Linked DNA regions of Gossypium hirsutum: region 1 is linked to region 2. Evidence: chromatin contacts called from public Hi-C data. All regions are on one chromosome and are shown on one strand. Each heading gives the region's core, a stretch centred on a gene start, on an enhancer-like site or on the middle of the called end of the contact. The rest is flanking DNA. Distances are from core to core; before and after follow the strand shown. Region 1 has its middle 21 kb from the start of LOC121203117. Region 2 holds the start of LOC107932601 (growth-regulating factor 1).

Region 1 (5,506 bases), core at 2,423-4,922, 39 kb after region 2:
TTATCCTATTGACACTCCGTAAATATTTATAAAAATATTTACGGCTCAGTTTATAATATCGAGGTCTCGATACCTCGTTTTCGACCCAATTTACCTAATAATTTCTTTTAAATCACAAAATTCACTAATTCAAAAATATTTCTAACTTCTTCATCGAATTTAGTGATCTCAAATCACTGTTCTGACACTACTGAAAATTGGGCTGTTACAATTTCACTAAAATAGCCAAAGGTTTGCCTCTCCGTCGCCGTTGACCGTGCTGGTACCTGCAAGAAAAGAGAAAGAAAAAGGACCACAAAAGCAAAAAAAGAGAGCAAAGAATAGTGGCTAAACAGTAGCAAAAAATAGAAAAATATAACATGTAAATCAGCTATAAAAGCCACAACAATCCATGTAATTTTTTACACATCAAAATAAAGTAATAAAAAATAGAACAGAATAGCAACATTTAGAATGTGACTCTTTCTATTTATTTTTTTTAAATCTATTTTTATGTATCAAAAACAAAAAAGAAAAAAGAGTTGAAACGCACCTAACTTCTTGTATTCCACCGCTGTGAGTGGCCGAGGTCTGTCATCTCGGATGAAAGATGACTTCTTTCACACGAAAAGGTTTTGGAAACCCAGAAAACGAAAGGTTTATAAGGATTTTGAGGTTTTTGATGTTCATTTTGGAAGAGTTAACCCCTGATCTGAGTTTTGGGAGCCGAATAGCCCAAAAAAAGAGGGTTTTTTTACATTTTTTAGCCACCGAAAACGACGGAGCCCATTGCCAGCGACCGCCGCAAGGACTCGCTAGACCTTGGTGCCGGACGTGGGGAGACTTTGAAAGAAAAAAAAGGGGTTTCAATTTTTTTTAAATTGAAGGGAGAAATGTTTTTTTAATTTATAGTTTAAATATGTGGCACTAAACAACACCGTTTTGGGCCGATTTTCAGACATCAAAATGATGTTTTTTAGACTTAAACCCGAGACTCGACCTGAAAGTGGGTAAGATCCACGTGTTTTTTTCTCAGAGGGATATCTACGACTTTAGTCCTTTCGCCTCCTGAGTTGTTTTAATTTAGTCCTAATTTTACTATATTCTTTTTATAAAATTTGCCATTTAAGTTTACCTTGTTTTCAATTGAGTCCTCGATTCGATGATCTCCTAGAGAAGGGACGGGTGTCCTGAGGATTGGGATAATTACTTATTTGGTCCTCGTTTGTTTTCGCGCTTTTCATTTTAGTCTTTTATTTATTTATTTTACCCCAATTTATCCTATTAATTTAATTTAAGTTACGATTAAATCCTTTATTTATTTTAATTATTTTATTTACCTATTTGCTTATTTATTATTCCTTTACTTTTTGTTTATATTTAAAATTGATTTTTTTTATTTTCTTTTCATCGAGCATTCATTCGTTTATTTATTTTATTATTTTTATTATCTATTTATTTATTTATTTACTTATTACTCATTTTTTATACATACTTAAGAATTAGATTGTATATACATGCTTTTATTGGTACATTTTTGTTGTCATTTATTATTTTATTTTTATTTTTTTAGCGTGTTCTTGTTATTTTATTATTTCTCTTATTTTCTTTAGCACTTTCATGTTATGCCCATTTATCTTTTTAATCATGCAGCTTTTATTTTTTTTATTTACTTTAAATTACTTCATTTAATTATTATTACCAATATGATTATTAATATTAATATTATAATTATAATTATGTTATTATTATATTCTTTTATTTTACTTATTATTTATCATTCTACCCACATAACCATTTTAAATTATTTTATTATCACTATACTGTACATTAAGTTTAAATCATTTATCCATTTGTATATAACGGCCGAGTAAATTTCAAAACATATCATCTTAAGTGTTACGTTTATTTTTTTCAGCAATGCATAAAAAGGAAAATTTTTAAACCGAGGCAAACGTTCATTATTTTGAATTTAGAAAAGTCGTGTTCCTAATTTACGGAATATGACTTCCTTCTAAAACCGAGATAGTCGAATGTTTACTTTAAAATAAATAAAAATGAGATTTAAATAACGATCAATTGGTGTTTATTCTCGTTTTCGAGGATTTGAGGCATTGTGTCCTAACTTATGGGACATGATCTTTTTTTCTCGATTAACTTGAAATAAACCCTTTTTGCAAAAATTACTTTAGTTAGATAGTGCCTTAACACAAAAAGGATCTTGTTTTAAACTCTTTTCAAATTTTCAATTCATGACACTAAGACACTAATTAATCAACAATGTACCAATTGTGGGTGTTACGAGGGTGCTAATCCTTCCTCGTGCGTAACCAACTCCCGAACCCATTTCCTAAATTTTGTAGACCAAAATCGTTGTTTTAGTAAATCAAAGCGTTTATTAAAATGATCAAATTATGAGGTGAACCGATCACACCTCAAAAAAAAGGATTGGTGGCAACTCCCATTTCGTTTCTAAATAAAAGGTCGATTTAAAAAAAAGGTTTCGACAATTATATTCAATATTTTAATTGTAAATTGTATTATATTCTAATATAATTTTGTGTTAAAAATAATATATATTTTTTCAATTAATATGTATAAATTTTTTTAAAGTTACAAATTCAGCAAAAAAATACATTTAAATAATTTATAATTAGGATTAATCATCGTAAAGTTGAATCCAATCGCTAAGCAGACTTCAATAAAAATAAATCTATATAAAACCTACATCTAGTAAGACATAAACTAACATAAATATGAACTGAAAACCCACGTATTGATTATACAAAATGAGCCTCTATAATATCTCAAGGTTCTTAGAGTATTTAACTTTAGCCATAAGTTTATTTTTATAAATTAATAGTTTTTTTTACCTTTTTAAATATTTTTTATGCAAATATGTGTTAAATTTTAATTTTGTTAATTATAACTTTTAAGTTTGAGATGGATTTACTTTTTAATTTTTATATTGTAATCAATTTATTTTATATTAAAACCTTCAAAATAATTCAATGAATTCTTCGCAAGGTTATTCTATAACTCAAATTAAATATATATTTAAAATATTTAATTCTAATTCTAATTAAATTTAAATATATATTTTATAAAAGAAATCAAATATATTTACTTTTATAATTAAATTTTCATTATTTAATAATAGAAAAGGTAAATGAATAAATAAATAATAATGGTATTTTTTTAAAAAAAAAACTCTTAGGAATTCTAAATTTTAAAGGATTTATGAGATTTTTTTTTCCAAAATTGAAGGATAGATATGTATTTTTAAACCATAAAGGGTAAGCATATTTAACATTAAATCGGAGATAGTTAAAAGTGTATTTTACTATATTAATAATTCTAATTAAATGTGAATGCTCAATTAAAAAAATAATTAAAAATATATTATTTTTATAAAATAATAAAATATTAATATGAAAATATTTTCTAAAAGAATAGCGATATAAACTTTAGACACCAACTTTACTATTATAACTTAAATTTTATATAAATTTCTTTTAAAAATATATTTTTTACATAATATTTTTTCACAATATAATATTTATAATTATCATTATATCAAAATCTTAATTTATTTTTTATTTTTGACGAGTTCTGAAATATTCTGGTCAAGAATGGAGTAAAAGAAAGTCCAATACTTTAAAGGGCCTTTACGACATTTCACTTAAGGTAGTACATCTTCGCATTGGAAGCAAGAATCGCTTTCATGAACGTGCTCAAGCTCGTGGGGTCCAGCTCTTCTTCACGTGCCGTTATATTTTAATTAGGAATTTTGATTTTCTGTCCCCATTTTTTTATAGTAAAATGTGATATTCAAGTAAAGCTCTCGTAATAACATCAGTTTCAATATTTAAATTTAGTTCAAATATTTGGGAAGAAGTCTATTCTTATTTGTTCCAACCACTCGTTAATAATTTTAATTTTTTTTAACCTTGAAAATAAGATTTTAGATCAAATACAAAAACATAATATGAATACGATATTTGTAATAAATACTAGAGTACGACACACCTAATATGTAAGTAAAGAACAAAATTATGTAATAAATGCATTTATAAAAAAATGATATAAATACTAAATGAGGCTTTGATTTAATGGTAAAAGAAACAGTTTATGAATAGGTCAATTTATGTTGGATAAATTTCAAAATTATATATGAATTTTGATTTAATGTGTAATTGTATATATGAACTTTAATTTGGTGGAATTATACACATGAAACTCTAATTGTGGTTCAAATGTATACTTGAAACTTTAATTTTGATTTAATCATACACATTTAAAGAAATAAAAAAATCAATTTATTTTTATATTGGATAAATATAATTATTCATGTATGCAATATATAAATATAAAATGATGTTATATCAATAATTATGTTAATAATTTACAAGAATTGGATCAAATCAAAATTTCATGTATAAAATTGCACAAAATCAAAGTTCATGTATACAATTTGCACATTAAACCATAGTTCTTGTATAGTTTTGGGATTTATCAATGATGTTTGAACTAGATTAAGTCAATCAGTTGGATTAGTTGGACTAGGATCTAACTGGAGTATCGGTTCGAAGAATAAGTTCGAACCGATCAGATTAAAAATTGTTACTAATCGAAAACGGAGATTGATTATTCACCTTCTCAATTATTTTTAGCAAATATTTCCATCTAAATATAAAATATATTTTTTAAAAATATATATGTTAATATTTAAATCCTAGCAATTAAAATTTATTAGTATTAATCCCTTATATATGTGTGAGATAACACAAAAGGTTATTTATTAGACTTACAATAGATCAAACTCACACACCCACACACCTATTTAAACTATTACACATGCATAATCTACGGATTGATCTCACCATTATTTTGGAGATATTGATGAATATCTAACCCAATTTATTTACATGCACCAGCATGTTTTATGATAAATAAATTGAAAGTGTTGGGAAATTAAAAACAATTCATGGAAAAATAAATATGTGGGGGTTCGAATTACTTCTCCCCAACTCACTTCTATTCTCCACCTTCCATTTCAAACTCATTTGAAACTTTATTTTTCTTACATTGTGGTGTAACAGCCCGGTTTAGACTCTAGTCGGACAGTGGTTTCAAGACCACGAATCTGAATCAGAAAAATATTTTAATATTATTTTTGGTGTCTATAACATGTTGATTTATATGTGAGAAAATTTCGTGTGAAAATTTTATCGTTTGTGTGCTCAATTTTTAAAAAAAGGACTTAATCGCGTAAAGTGTAAAAGTTGTGTTCTTATAGTTAAAGGTGTCTATTAGCTATGGAACCTTAAAGTGAAGGTCCTTAACTGGTAATTATCCCATTTTTGAGATAGTGGATGATAGTGGGATGGCACATGGTGTAATTATTAATATTACTAATGGTTAGTTAGGTAAATTAGTAAATAATGTTAAATTAAAATAAAACAAAATGTATTGTCATCTTCCACTGTTCATCTTCACCGAAAATTCAAGGAGAAGAAAGCCATTG
Region 2 (5,392 bases), core at 664-3,163:
GTACCTAGCAAGGAGAATCCTAAGTCCCAACTACAAGTGTGGCCAATGTCACCAAAAGTAAAGATGGCACAATAGGGTCCTACTTTAAAGTAAAGAGAAAGGAACAGAAAAATATATGTATACAAACAGTTAAAGCATAATCATTATTAATATCAATGTAAGCAAGTAAAGCAACCTCAAAAGCATAAAGCAAGTTTTTTACCTGTTCACAAGGGTGTCTGAAGAAGGATCAGCAGCACCAGACCGGTGCTGCAGTGCAATTGCGAGACTATTGGCTGCACCACCACTGGTTTTTGCCGATGCCAACATAGAGGAAGACATCGACTCCACCTTTGAATTAGTGGCAGTGTGGCCGGTCTGGCCTTCCACAGGCTTTCTTGAACGATGGCGGCCCCTGTTTATATGCCTTTCACAATACTTTTGATCAGCAACGGCATCCCGGGAGCAACGCCATTTCTTTCCATCCGTTCGACGACACCTCCCTGGCTCAGGATCGGTGCTGCCAGTATACCGCAGATGGAAAGAACCCCATCCCACTACATAAAAGCCACACAATGATCAATGATGAAGACAAAGCAAGCAAAAAATTACTTTATAGCTAAAAATCACCTTTTTTTTTCATTTGTGATACCTATAGCTTTGGATAAAACTTTCTACAAAACATAAACAGATCACTCTGCACAAAACTGTTCGTTTATGCACCAAACAAGATAAGAACTTTACATGAATTATAAGGCAAGGATCCAACAGATGAACTGGTGAAGCCATAGGGGTAAAGGGATTTCTTCAAAGGAGTGAGCAAATTAGAAGGTACAGGCACATTAGACATGATGTATTTGTAGATCAATGCCTGGTGTTGTAGCTCAATCCATTGAGATGGAGTTAAAACCCCATGCATGGTTGCATTAAGGTTTCCACTACCATATCCTGAAACAAAACATTTAAGGGTTATAATCACTTGTCTGCAACATTTACTGTTTGCTACATATGTCCATTGTCCTTATTTTGCCAACTATTTTAATAATGTCAATGAACCCAATAGCAAGAAATGTTGGGATTAAGAATAAAGTAAGTGCCTATGAAAAGACCTTCACAATCACATTGAAACAAATATGCTTAAACCCTTTAAACAAACCCCATTTTAATGAACAAAATCATATCACCAAGTACCAATTTTTTTTCTTTTACCTAAAAAATAAAAAACATAAACTTTCAAACACATTACCTGCATTTCTAGTATACATAGAGAAGTCGTTGCTTTGTGTAGTTTTCTCCATAAAGTTACCATCTTTTCTGATAAAAGGAAGTTCAGATTTGAGTGAAGAGAAGCTAATCATATGATCTTGTTGTTGTTGGGGAGTTTCATTAGATCTCAACAAAGGAATGCCTTGGTGCAATGGCATTGTCTTCGGTACCTTACAACTTTTCCAGTGATCTTCTTCTTCAGCTGAATCAGAGGATCTTTCTTGCTTGGTAAACCCGGATCCGAAAAGCTTAGGCTTGGACTCAACTGGTGGAGATGGAGATGGAGATGGAGATGGAGATGGAGATGGAGCTCCATTATTAGGACCCACAATACCATCCAAACCCAGAACCCCAAAATCCATATAGAACCAATAAACAAAAACAGGGCTCTAAAAAGCATGAGTTGTTGTTGATGATGATGATGACATGGAAGGGTTGAAAGTTGAAGCTTTGGATAAAAACAAGTGTTTGAAGACAGAGAAAGAGAGGAGCATCTTTAAAAGGACAAAGGTGTTATGTTTTGGGTTTTTTCTTTCACTGTTTCAGATCAGATTTTTTTTGGGGGGGGGGGGTTCATCTTTGTAATGGAAGTATCACAATTTTAGAGACTATGAGCAAAAACTATATAAAAAAAAGGGAGCAAACAAGGGTATAATATAGTACCACACTACGCCAATATATCCCAGACATGTTAGCACATATTTATCCATGGTTTTTCTTTTAAAGTGAAAAAAAAAAAAGCATCCGTTGCTTTCAAGGAAAGGTCAAAGTTACAAAATTCTCCTTGTTCTAAGAGCTCTTCCTTCTTTTCGAGTTTATTTTTTATATTAGTTTTTTTTTGAGATATTTGGTTTTTCTTCTCAATAATATAAGAGTGTAATATGATTTAACACTATAACCCATATTTTTGTTGAGTTTAGTTCATTGCATAATGGTTAAACCTTTCAAGATTAACCTTAATAAAAGTATATAAATAAAAGCTTTTCACACATTTCAATCCAGTTTAGACTAAAACACATGATAATTAAATCAAATATTACTTGAAAAGAAAAAGATAATAATAAAAACATAATTTGAAACTTAGAGGCCCAATATGATTTTAAAGTCAAATTTTAAAATTAATTAATTTAGCCCATACCCATACATATATAGAATGAAGAATGATTTTCTTTTAACTTACTTATTGGCATACATCGAAAAAGAGATAGCTAGAGATTTTTCAACAGATTCTAACATTGATGAGTTCGATCTTATGAAAAATGGAATGTACAATTTAGGATGCTTAGTATTGAGAAATAGGACTAAGGCCAAGTTCTTTTTAATTTAATTTTTGGAATTATAATGATATTTATGAAATTTTTAGCATAGTATTAGTTATTCTTTTTTGCATATTGGAAAGAAATATTTAATTTTATACTGCGTGATTTTTTTCTTTTAATTTTTTATAGTTAAATCTTTCATACTTTTTAAAAAATATTAAATTGATTTGTTTGATAAGAAAAAAAATATCTGAAAAAAATTGACACTTTTTTATGTTAAAAAAAGGTGGTTCAGATTTAGAAATTTCACCCTCTTTAGAGTAGAATTTTGGATCCGTCCCTAATGACTAAGCTTATTGAAAGACTTGATTGATACTTTAAAATTCAATTAAAAGATTTTAAATTTAAGAACCAATTTAAATTTTAAATCTTAATTTGAGGACATATTGTGAAATTAATTTTTTTAATTACGACTTAAATCCATTATGCATCTGTTTTTTTTAATTATTATGATTTAGTTATTTGTAATTTTAATGATACATGTGAATTTTTTTAAAAAAAATAATTAAATTAGGCTTTTTACTTTTGTTATATATATATTCTTAAATCTATAATTTATTTTAAGGAATTTAGTAACTACCGTTTAGATTAGTACTAAATTTTCAAAATTCAAAAAGTAAAAAAGAAAAAGAAAAAGATTAAATTAGAGTAGAATGATTAACTTGACAACTTTTGTATGATAAAAAACTACCAATAAAATTTAACCTACTCAATGTAATAATAAAGAAATATCAACTATGGACTTATTTAGATGAGCTTTTTCTATAATGCAGTAAAATTATTTAACTCACAGTTATAATAATTAATCTTATTGTTACCACCATCTTTAAAATATACAAATCCAAACACCTAAATCAAACGGGGAGACGAAATTTGTATGCTTAAATCTAGGGTTAACGTTGGTTAGTGGGACAATCCCTAACTCCACTAGCCAACTACCTCTTACCAAAACAAATAATAATAAAATATTAATTATTTTATTCAATATAAATATTAAGTATGAGTATAAATTTATTCTCTTTTCAACTGAGGCTTCCTTTGGATGCCAATGCAGCCATGGTGAGATGGGATTTTGAGGGAATATTCTTTTTCCCTGCACTGTGATGACGTTTGGAGAAACAACGGTGAGGTGCAACTGAAGAATTCAATCTCACTGGCAGCCTCATTTCCAACTGGAGGTAAAACCTCCAGCTTAAACACAGCCAGCAAAATAGATTTTTTGCAGACAAAAATGCCCATATTTTCATTTATTATTTTACAATTTTATCCAGTTTTCTTGCAAACAGTTTTCTTGCAGACAAAAACACAGCCAACAGCTGGAGTTGTTCAATTATCTATTGTATTGATTGGGCTCTTGTGATTTGCTGAGTTCTACTTGATTTTATTTCATCGTTTTTAGCTTGAAAGTTAGGATCTTTGGCTGAATAAGACTTGAATTTGAGCATTGAGCTTGGTTTTTAGATATGAAACAAGATTGGGTTGCTTAGACAGGTTCTGTGAACTCTCAATCTCATCATTATCCATAGAACTAAACTTACCTTTTGACAGTAAGGGCTTTGTTTCCCATGCTGCTAGGCTGTGGCAACTTATTTTCTGCCAAAGAACAAAAAAACATCACTAATAAAGCAGTGAGAAAAATGGGGGAAATTGAGAGAGAAAGATGGAGAGTTAACCTATCTACTTAAAACCAACAAAGAGAAATAAATTAGAGATGAAAGAAAAAAATTGCATGACAAGGTTGAAAGAAAAAAATCCCTTTCTCCTACCCTCATCTGCATCATCTGATGCATTGTTGTTAACAGCAACTGAGCTTTGGATTCCTAAAAACCAAAATAGGAGCTTTGTTAATAGCATCCAAAATTTTGACTTGAGGTTTCAACTTAAAACATTTGCACTTTTACGCACATGCAATTGTCTTAATATCTTCAAACTAAAAGTCTCCAATAACAAGTATTAAAAAAATTAAAAATAATTATCATTTTATCTAATAAATAATTTAATTTAATTATATAATTTATTAAAATATTGGAAGATACATTTTAATTTTTTATTAAATGAATTTATAAATTCACATATTTTAATAATTTTTAAAAAAGTAAAATAATTTAAAAAACTTCTATTTTATATCAATTCTAATCTCATGTCCTTAATAGTCATTTTTTATTCTCACCTCACCGCTACAGCTGCGTTTGAATCCAAACACACACTCCACCGCTGTTTCTAATCTCACCGCTACAGTATCCAATCTCACTGCTACAGTAACAAATCTCACCGCCACCGCTGTTTTTAACCTCACCGGAGGTAAACACACCGCCCATCCAAACTAGCCCTAAGATATGAAACTAGGAATGTGAATATCCCACAATCAAAACTCTGTAAACAATAATGTTGATGCGAAAAAGATTAGAGGACCAACTGAGATCGACAACTCATTCAATAATAGGTAGGGTTTTCGTAATTAATGGGTTTTGAATTAAAATACCTAATGCTTTACGCGCATTAATTGTATGTATTGTCATCATCACCCTTTATTGATTAACGTATTAATAATAATATCAATCCAACAAAAATGTCTTTTAGACTTAAATAATTCTAATTAGAGAGTATAATTTTTTATCTTAAAATTTGACAATTAGATTCATTATAATACTTGTATTTATTTGATTCTTTTGAGTATTTAAACTTAATAATTATGTCCATTTTGATCATTGCAATTGAAAAATATAGAAGTTCATCACTTACAAATTTAAAATTTTATATGAATTTCTTGGTGATAGTGTGGTATAATATCATAGGGTCATATTCAATGTTTTAATAATTGGATCAGT

The links. A called contact is a pair of places that touch in the nucleus more often than the background predicts.
Region 1: a Hi-C map of leaf shows a contact between it and region 2, with 2.3 times the contacts expected there. The contact joins the enhancer-like site here to the promoter of LOC107932601 in region 2. A contact is called at or near these places in 9 of 34 Hi-C or Micro-C datasets (callus, leaf and seedling).

What each region holds. Positions count from the first base shown.
Region 1 is chrD03:3,314,274-3,319,779 of Gossypium_hirsutum_v2.1, forward strand. No RefSeq gene overlaps it. Among protein-coding and RNA genes, the nearest start is that of LOC121203117, 21 kb to the right of the region's middle. Within about 2 kb of position 3,673, at least 1 of the 9 cell types and tissues checked has an H3K27ac peak or open chromatin away from gene starts, as enhancers often do. A contact at or near this core is called in leaf, where this site is marked.
Region 2 is chrD03:3,277,394-3,282,785 of Gossypium_hirsutum_v2.1, forward strand. LOC107932601 (growth-regulating factor 1) reads right to left here and starts at 1,914. Exons shown (of 4, transcript XM_016864659.2): 1 at 1,226-1,914; 2 at 724-927; 3 at 203-536. The coding sequence starts at 1,607.